Regions from separate parts of the Mus musculus genome. Here region 2 is linked to region 1. A link is a contact called in public ChIA-PET data. All regions are on one chromosome and are shown on one strand. Each heading gives the region's core, a stretch centred on a gene start, on an enhancer-like site or on the middle of the called end of the contact. The rest is flanking DNA. Distances are from core to core; before and after follow the strand shown.

Evidence for each region. ChIA-PET counts read pairs in DNA pulled down with a chosen protein or histone mark.
Region 2: an RNA polymerase II ChIA-PET map of memory CD8 T cells shows a contact between it and region 1, with 78 read pairs. The contact joins two enhancer-like sites. A contact is called at or near these places in 2 of 115 datasets of contacts at active chromatin or transcription factors (memory CD8 T cells and pancreatic cancer cells) and 1 of 9 other capture datasets (liver).

What each region holds. Positions count from the first base shown.
Region 1 is chr12:69,414,810-69,419,452 of GRCm38.p6, forward strand. No RefSeq gene overlaps it. Among named protein-coding and RNA genes, the nearest start is that of Gm40434, 45 kb to the right of the region's middle. Within about 2 kb of position 2,127, at least 89 of the 459 cell types and tissues checked have an H3K27ac peak or open chromatin away from gene starts, as enhancers often do. A contact at or near this core is called in memory CD8 T cells, where this site is marked.
Region 2 is chr12:69,255,725-69,260,465 of GRCm38.p6, forward strand. Klhdc1 (kelch domain containing 1) reads left to right here. Exons shown (of 13, transcript NM_178253.5): 6 at 451-534; 7 at 2,299-2,382; 8 at 2,845-2,903; 9 at 3,777-3,889. Among named protein-coding and RNA genes, the nearest start is that of Klhdc1, 16 kb to the left of the region's middle. Within about 2 kb of position 2,312, at least 52 of the 459 cell types and tissues checked have an H3K27ac peak or open chromatin away from gene starts, as enhancers often do. A contact at or near this core is called in memory CD8 T cells, where this site is marked.

The DNA of each region.
Region 1 (4,643 bases), core at 877-3,376:
TAATGGCTATACAAATTGATCATGCAACCCCTTCTGTCTCCATAGCCTCCATATTTTGATATTGGTTAAAGCCTCTAGAAACTCTGTGAAAATAAAAACTTTGAACATATTTGAAACTTTATGATTTTTTAAAAATTGCATTTGTTTAGTGTGGGAGTGGGTAGGAGAGCACTGGAGTGCCACGCCTCATGTGCTGAGGTCAGAGAACAGCTTAGACTCAGCTCTGTGATTCAGTAGTGCTGCTCCCAGGGGACTGGACTTAGATCATCATGGTTATCAGTGCCTTAAGCTGCTGAGCCATCTCACCGAGCCCCTTTCTTATTATATCCTCCTCCTCCTCTTCTCTCTCTCTGTTAAAAAAAAAAGAAAGGAAGGAAGGAAGGAAGAAAAAGGAAAAGGAGATGATTGCTCCTGGGTATGGTGGAGGAGAAGGTTTATTGGAGATAAGAGGAGGAACAGAGGCAGAGGCAGGGACATCTGGGAGAGTCCAGACATCACCAGACTGAGCTAGGCCTGGAGGGGTCGGGGAGGGCAAGACAGAGGGAAACCAGCTGCAGCAGCCAGGAGGCCAAAGGTACAAAAGGGGCAGGTAAACAAGATGGCTAGGTTATATAGGGAAGGGAGCTCCTGGGCTGCAGAGTTCAGAGTAGGGAACAGGGTAAGTCAGCCAGGAGGGCCCTGTAACAGGTAGGAACTGAGGGATGCTGGGAGAACCTGGAGGCTTTGATACGTTAAATAGGCACCTCAGCCCCCTTAACACATTTGAAACTTAACAGTGGGCTGGTGTGTGCGTTTCTGTGTGCTTAGACTCATGCCTGTGTGGAGGCCAGAGTAGGGCATCAGGTGTCCTGCTCTGTCACTTTCTTTCTTACTTCCTTGGGCCAGTCCCCCCACTGACCCTATAGCTAGCTAGACCCAGCAAGCCCCAGGAATCTTCTGTCACTGCCCCATTCCCACAGTGCTGGAGTTACACACGTGTTACACATGTGTGCAACCATGCCCATCCTTTTATGTGTGTGTGTTGGGGATCTGAATTCAAGACTTCATGCTTGTACGGTGAGTGCCTCCCCCAGCTCCATGTGTCACACTCCATAATTTCTCCAGGGGCAGGTCAGTCACATAGGTCAGGTCTGTTTCTTGTGGAAGGAGACTACCGGAGTCTGTGAGTGACACCAGACCAGAGTCATTTCGGCTGGGAAATGTAACCTTAACACTTGGCAGGGGCAGGCGGTCGGATCAGGAGTTCAAGGTTATGCCAGCTCCATAGCGAGTGAGGGGCCAGCCTGGACTACGTGAGACACTGTCTCAAATAGTGAAGATAAATAAATAAATAAATAAATAAATAAATAAGGAAATGGAATTACTTCAGGACTGGAGAAATAGCTCAGGGTAGAGCAATGACCTAGTATGTGAGGGTCCAGGCTCAGTCCCTAGTACCACCAGTCACACACACACACACACACACACACACACACACACACACACACACAGAGTCATCTTAGAGACCATCCTGATTGGCTATTCTATTTCTACAAGTTTGATACCAAACACCAAGTATACTGGAGGTATAGGGTGTTTGGTGCTGACAGAACTATTTCAGCTTTTAGTTGCTTGCTTTTGGCATGCTGATTGGTCTTTCTCGATTCTCTCTCTCAGCTCCTGCCCCATCCCTATGCCTCTCTAAAGGAGCTCTTCCTGTCCTTATTCACCCTGAGGATTTATTGATGCAAGCAGACTTGTTTCCTGCCATGATGACAATGGACTAAACCTTTGAACTATAAGCTAGGCCCCTTTAAATACTTTCCTTTATAAGGGTAGTTATGATCATGGTGTCTCTTCACAGCAATAGAAACACTAACTAAGACAGGAGCCAAACACCACTGAGCTACATCCCCAGTCTCCATTTCTTAGTTTTCATTTGTGTAAGATAGCCATGGACGAGGATTCAAAAACATCAAGCATATTTATTCTTGAAGGTCCAAAACAGACATCGATACTATTGACAAATGCCTAATTTAATGCTTCCATAGCAACATTCAATGAACACAGTTGGTGGGGCTGTTCACGGTCTGGTTTCAGACTGGAGGATGTCTCTGCCTGGATCAATGAGGGTGGAGGAGCTGTGAGTCACCCTGGTTAACACTGTGAAGCTTAGCACTGCGACCTGCCTGTTCTGAATCATGAGGGCAGGGCACCTCCAAAGGAAGCAATGTGGGCTTTCCAGGAAGTCATTCACCAGGTCCCCGGAGTGTGGGTGGGAGCAGGGGATGCTAAGAGTGGCCTTTGGACTCAGAACGCATAGCTTCTGCATGCACTCGCTAACCGTGTGGCCTCAGAGCCTGATATGTCCTTAAATAGGAGATGACAGTACCTAACTCATAGCATCCCTGTAAGGACTTGTGAGAAAACAAAATGTATGCAAGGTGCTCAGTATATTGTCAGGCTCACAGTAAGCACTCAAGCATTTGTCTAAACACACACACATACACACAAACACACACACATGCACACGCGCGCGCGCGCGCGCGCGCGCACACACACACACACACACTCGCGCACCACACAGTGTCTCATACCCATTACCTCCCTCTTTTATTTTTTTAAATCAGCAAGACATTTTAAATAAGAATCAATCTCTACTCCCCCCCCCGCCCCCCTCCCTTTTCAGCAAGAAATTTAAGACTTCATGGTTAAAGAACAGGCCAGAGTGAGCGTTATGGGATAGAGCTCGAAATATGATTATGGGATGGAGCGTAGTTATGTGCACAATTTTCAATGTTCTGAGAGTTTTCAAGGTAGGAGTTAACGAGGGGGAATCCCTCTCCAGGCTTTAGATGTCAGCCTGAGCTTAAAATGTAGAAAGGGCCAAGAATGATTGGAGGGTGTGCCACAAAGACTCGAGAGGGACAGAGGTTATAGCTTAGGCAGTCCCTGGGGAGGGCACGAGGTTAGATGTTAATGAACAAGGGAACTTTCAGGAAATAGCCACGTGGTGGGAAGTGGCTTAAGCAAAACGGAGACAGAAGCAAAATCTACCCTAAACTTGGCTCGAGGTTGGGTTTGCCCAGATGGCAGGGCCAGGGAAGGAAGGTCCCTGCCCAATCTCACATGCAGGCTGTCTTCAAGTTCTAAGCAAGACGTTCATCACTACCTCAGTGACTGGGAAAAGCCCTTGCTGGACCCCTAGACAGTTTCAGAGTGATCTCTGCTGTGGCCTGAGTCGCAGGTGTCTCCTCCCAGTCACCGTGGCCTGGGTTGAGCTGGCACAAGGACTTGGCTCATCCCCACCAAGAAAGAGTTCTGCTCACAGTCAGGGATTCTGCCAGACAAGGGAACAGACCTGCCCAATATCCCCACACCATCTGCCAACACCCCATGGGCAACAGGCCTTCTGCTCCAGCCTCACACCAGCCTCCTGAGCCAACAGGGTCCCTGAAGTGATTGCCTTGTCGTGGGCTTATATCAGTTCCTAGAAAGCTCATCTTCTAGCAGACAGGTGTTCTGAGCATTTATACGCCTGCGTTTGGTGCTGAGGTAGAATTTACTGAACACGGGGTCAGCAGGGTGGAGTGGCTGGGTACAGGAACAGTAACACAGCACAGCGGCTGGAGCCGCCTCTGTCCCGCTGACTAGGGAGAGTAAGTGAGGAAAGATGAGTTAGGAGTTAACCTAGCTAAAGAGCTAGCTTGCTAACACAGATCTGTGTGTGTCACCGGATTTCTGCTCTTTTACCGCGTCATGTGTAGGCTTCAGTTCAGACGACTCTCAGGACAATTTTAGCCTTTTATTTTTGAGACAGAATCCCATGTAGCCAGGGCTGCCTTCGAACTAACTCGTAGTCAAGCGTAACTCAGAAACCCCTGGTCCTCCTATATCCACCTCCCTAGAACTGGATCACAGTGTGTCCCACCAGTTCCGCTTTGATGCCGTGCTAGGGATCTGACCCAGGGCTCCACGCACGCTAAGCTAAGCACTCTATTAACTAGGCTACATTCCCAGCGCTCCCGGCAGTTTCTAGAGAATGGGCTTGTCTGCAGTAAACCACGCACATTCTTTGCCTCAACATCTCCCTCAAACACTTCTGCGTCAAGATGGTGGGGTTGGGGTTTGGATATTATTCTGTACAGAGAGCCAGTGAGGAGCAGTAGAATGCTTCAGAGATCTTGGTCCGTTGGTCGGTAGGCTTCAGGTAAGTGGATAATTAAATTTGGGGGATGTTCCTGGGAGAGTTCCCACAATGGAGCTGAGCATCTGGGGCTCACATGGCTTCGGATACGGATGCTTGCTCGCTTGCTCGGCTGTTTACTTCTTATTACAGTCGCATTAAAGCGCTTGACAAGGATGGCTGAGTTCCGAGTGCTGCACAGGCAAGCGTGGTGTGGGGAGTGACTCATCATATTTACTCTCAGGCTCTCCTCTAGTAAAAAGATTAATTCAGTAGAACCCAAATTCCAGGGAAAAATGGTTTGTTTGCTTTTCTAAATTGTGGGGCTTCTGGCGAGCCCGTGGCTTTTTCAGATTGCTTCATCTGACATTTCCTAGAAATGCTAGCTAACCTTATCCATCGTTTGCAAGTGGAAAGTTATGTTTGAGCCGTCCAGAAGTCAGCTGGTAAGACTAGAAGTTTCCAACATTTTGGTTGA
Region 2 (4,741 bases), core at 1,062-3,561, 160 kb before region 1:
AGGTATTGGATTCCATGGAGTTACAGACAACTGTGAGCCATTGTGTGGGTGCTGGAAGAAGAGTCAGTGCTCTTAAATATTGAACTATTGCTCCAGTTCACTGCTCCGTGGTCCCCACCCCACCCCACCCCCTTAAGAACTTTTTTTTATTACAGGAAACAATAGCTCTCTAGATTATTATAGTGAAATCAGTTTGAAAATGTAAATATTCACTCTGTTCCACACAATTGAAGATTGGCAAGAGAGTCTCAGTGCTGGAGATAGTTTGATAGTGTCACACTATGTCTGGGACAGCCCAGGGTCCACTGTGAGGTGTGGTGTGTGCCTGACTTTACCATTGAGGCAATGCTGAACCACTTGTATATGGTGCCTGTAACTTTATGAGTAAATATGCAGAGTAACTGCTGACGTTTTAGCTACAAAGCTCATAGCCATTTGTTTCTGTTTTAGGAAGAACAGATATTCTGGGGGTGGCACAATGACGTCCATGTGTTTGACACAAAGACGAGGACGTGGTCTCAACCAGAAATTAAAGTAAGCACTATTAAGTTACCTGGAGGTCTCTGCAGCAGAAGCCCTTCCCCCATCCCCAGCCCTCCCGCCCATCTCGCCAGCTTTCCCTTTCTTAATCAACTCTTTTCTGTTTCTGAAGGTGAGAATGTTATTTCTATATTAACTGATATTACAAAACCTCTTTTCTTTCTAACTTAACTTGATTTTAATTGGGGTTGCAGTTGCATGTAAAAATGGCTCTCCGTCTCTCCCCCCTCCTCTCTCCTTGCATTTTGAGAGGGTCTCGCTATGTAGACTACTCTGGCATCAGTCACACTTGCAGCCTCCCAACTTCTCCCTCCCAGGTGCTAGGTTACAGCTGTTGCCACCACGCTCAGCTGAAGAAGCTCCCTTAAAAACTGCTAGCAACGACTGTTTTTCTAGCCATGTATCCTACAAATAATATGTTCTAAAAAAAGTATTTTAAAGAGGAGTCATTATTGTTCTTTTCATTTTTGAGAAAGAGTCTCATGTAGCTTAGGTAGGCTAGCCTTGAACTTCTGCCTCTACCTCCCTGGCGCTGGTATTACAGGCATGAGCTAGAGGATCATTCTTTACCTGTCAGTGTCTGTGTGAATTATCAGAGTTATTTTTAAAATTCTTTTAAAACAGAGTCCGTGAGCCAGCCAGCCTTCCTTCCTTCCTTCCTTCCTTCCTTCCTTCCTTCCTTCTTTCCTTCCTTCCTTCTTTCCTTCCTTCTTTCCTCCTTTCTTTCCCCCCTCCACCCCCCCCTCTCCAATCCTGAGATCAAACCAGCAGCCTTGTAAGAACTGGCCTAGCACTCTCACTGAGCTGTATCCCAGACCCAACACTTGTGTTTTTATATGAGCTACATGCAATTCTAACATGGTAAAATACATTATCAATATTATTTTATTTGTTAGAAATCAAACACAAATTCAGATTTGTGTAAACAGTAGAAAGCAAACAGAATCAGCATCTTTTAAAGATTTGTTTTTATGTTATGTGTTTGGGTGTTTTGCCTGCAGGTATGTATGGGCAACATGTGTGTGTATTGTCCAAGGAGGCTGGATTCCCTGGAACTGGAGTTAAAGGAGGTTGTGAGCTGATATGTGGGTGATGGGAACCGAACCCGGCCCTCTGCAGCCTCTGCAGGAGCGAGCGACCAGTGCTCCTGACCACTGAGCATCCCTCAGCCCTAGGAATCAACCTTTTAAAAAAAATGGTTTTCTCTTAATTTAACTATTACAGAGGCAAAGCTTAGTTCATTATTACCAACTAGATTTCAGTTATTCAAGTGAGACCGAAACATCAGAACTTCATTCAAGACAAAGTAGAAAGGAGTTTTTTATTCTAAGAATTTTAGGAAATAGGAAACAAACATACAAACAAACCAAAACAACAACACCAAAAGTAAACCAACTTCCAAAATGCAAGTAGGCTTTTGTCTAGGAAAGAAGGGCTTCTTGGGTTTGCCTTAAACTGTCAGCGAAGCTGTTTTGTGAATTTGAGAATTTGGGGGGCCATTAGTAAATTCTTAGAGTCTCTGAGATGCAATATTAGATCTATAGTGTGAGGGGAGGGGAGAGGAGATGAAAATGTTTTAATTTATTTAAGATTTTTATATTTCTGGATGAACTTTCTGCACATTGATTTTGTTGGGTAGTGGGCATTTCAGGGCGGAGGGGTGCGTCTTTTCTTAAAGAAGCTATTTGTGGTTATGGCACAGGATGTGGCTGGTACGGCCGTTTCAAGTCTGTCTTCTGTTCTGATCTCTGCTTGCAGGGTGGAGTTCCACCACAGCCACGAGCCGCGCACTCATGTGCAGTTCTGGGAAATAAGGGTTACGTCTTTGGCGGACGTGTTTTGGTCAGTGTTTTCAATGGAAATGGTATTCTCATGGGTGATGTTTATAAACGCTTGTGTCTGATTCTGTGGAGCAGCTGAACATGCAACTTGCCCAGAGATTAAGCTACACACAGGACTGAGTTTTATTTATCTCCTGTTTTCCGAAAGAGACCCTCCGCATGCTGCCGCAGATGTTTTTTAATCACATTTTAGTGTGGAAAGCCCTTCACTTGAGTGCAGTGTCAGGAATGTTTAATTCCTACCATCCAAGCTCTTTTAGTTTAAATCCATCTCCTTTCCTGCTGACCCCGGGAAGTTCCATGTTGATTTTCTTGATGCTTAGAATTGATGTTCAGTGCTAAGTTTCCAGGGCCAAATAGAAAGAATAGGGCAATCTGTGCTTGATCTGAGCTTGCTTTAGAGCTAACGTTTTATTCCATGAAAGAGTTAAAACCCTGTCCAATTATCCTGCTTTTATTTCAGCAAACCAGGATGAATGACCTACACTATCTAAACCTAGACACCTGGGTCTGGTCTGGAAGGTCAGTCTCAGATCTGGGTTCCAGTTTGTAGGGCTGGGTGTGGGCTGGTGTGCAATCTGTCATAATCCAAGCCTGGGTCTCTAAGACTGAGTTGATATTTTTTCTTTGGGTTATATATCTAAACAAGAAATATGAAATTTAAATTTTCTTCCTTCCTTCCTTCCTTTCTTCCTTCCTTCCTTCCTTCCTTCCTTTCAAAACAGAATCTCACTGAGTAGCCCAGGCTGGCCTTGAACTCTGGTTGTCTTGCCACAGCCTTTCAAGTAAAAGTGACAGCACACGTGGTAGAAGAAGTTTTCCTGAGGAGGAGATCTACAGTATGCTGGATATACATAGTGGAGCAGTGCAGCAGGGCATGCCTTTCTCCCAGCACTCGGGAGGCAGAGCCAGGCAGACCCCATGAGTCTGAGGCCAGTCTGGTCTACTGAGCAACTCTGAGCATCATTTATAACTGAACTATTTCCCTTCCCCTTCCCCTTTCCTTCCCTCTCCTTCCTTTCTTCTTCCATTCCTACTTCCTATTTCTCTTTCCCTCCCCCTCTCCTCTTCCTTTCTTTCCTAGCAAAAATTCTGTATATAGCTCCAGCTGATTTTGAAGTCACTGTGTAGCCCAGGCTAGCCTCAAATGCATGGTCTTATTTCAGCCTCTTGGGTGCTGGGATTACAAGTGTGCACCTCCACTCCCAAGCTCAGCTTTTCCTTTAAGATCTGAGATGACTGTAGTGGTGAACACATGGCCCATCATGGCCGAGGCAGGAGCATCGTGACCCAGAGGCCAGCCTGGCTACTGATGAGACTGTCTTGGGAAAATCAAAAATCTTTCATTTTGATTAATTCAAAGTTGCATTTTAATTTTTTCCCCCTTTGCTACAGGATTTCTGTTAATGGAGAAAGCCCCAAACACCGGTCATGGCACACTTTAACAGCAATAACTGATGATAAGCTTTTCCTATTTGGTGGACTAAATGCAGATAATATTCCACTAAGTAAGTCCATACGGCTTAGCACACAGTCTTTACCTCCTTATCCAGGCGTCAGGCATCTGGGGAAGGATGTGTGCACGTCCTGTTTTACATTCTTCCTGTTAATGAGTGAGTGTGTGTGCATATATGCATAGATGTTCTTTAGTGCATGTGTAGAAGACAGGAGAAGTGAGAGTTGGTCCTCTCCTACCATGCGGATCCCAGGGATGAACCTCAGGTCATCATGCCACAGGGCAGCAGGTGCCTTCCTGCTGAGCCATTGTCTTGCTGGCCCTATTATCTTGGATTGTTTGTTTGTCTGATTTTGTTTAATTGAAAATTGATTTTTTTTAAAAAAATGTTTTACTTTGTATGTGTATGTGTTTTGCCAGCATGTGTGTCTATGCCATGTGTATGCAGTGCCCGTGGGGGCCAGAAGAGAGTACTGACTGGATCCCTCGGAACTAGAGTTACTGGCCGTTGTGAGCAGTCTTGCGGGAACTGGGAGTCGAACCTGGGTTCTCTGGAGGAGCAGTGGTGCTCTTAACTACTAGGTCATCACTTCTCCAGTCTCTTGTTTTGTGTTGTAGACACAGAGTCTCCATATGTTGTTTTTGCTGTCTGGAACTCACTCTGTAGACCAGGCTGAGCTGAAGCTCAGAGATCCATCTGCCTCTGCCTCTGCCTCTGGAGCACTGGGATTAAAGGTGTGCCCACCACACCAACAATTTGATTGATTGTATTTTGTACTTACACTGAAGTCATTCTTTTCTCTCTCTGTCCCTAACTACATGCTTACACTGTGACTTGACATGAGAAGTCACAGTTATAGCTCGGGTTATAGCTCACAGGTTGAGTTTTACTTTGCATGTGCAA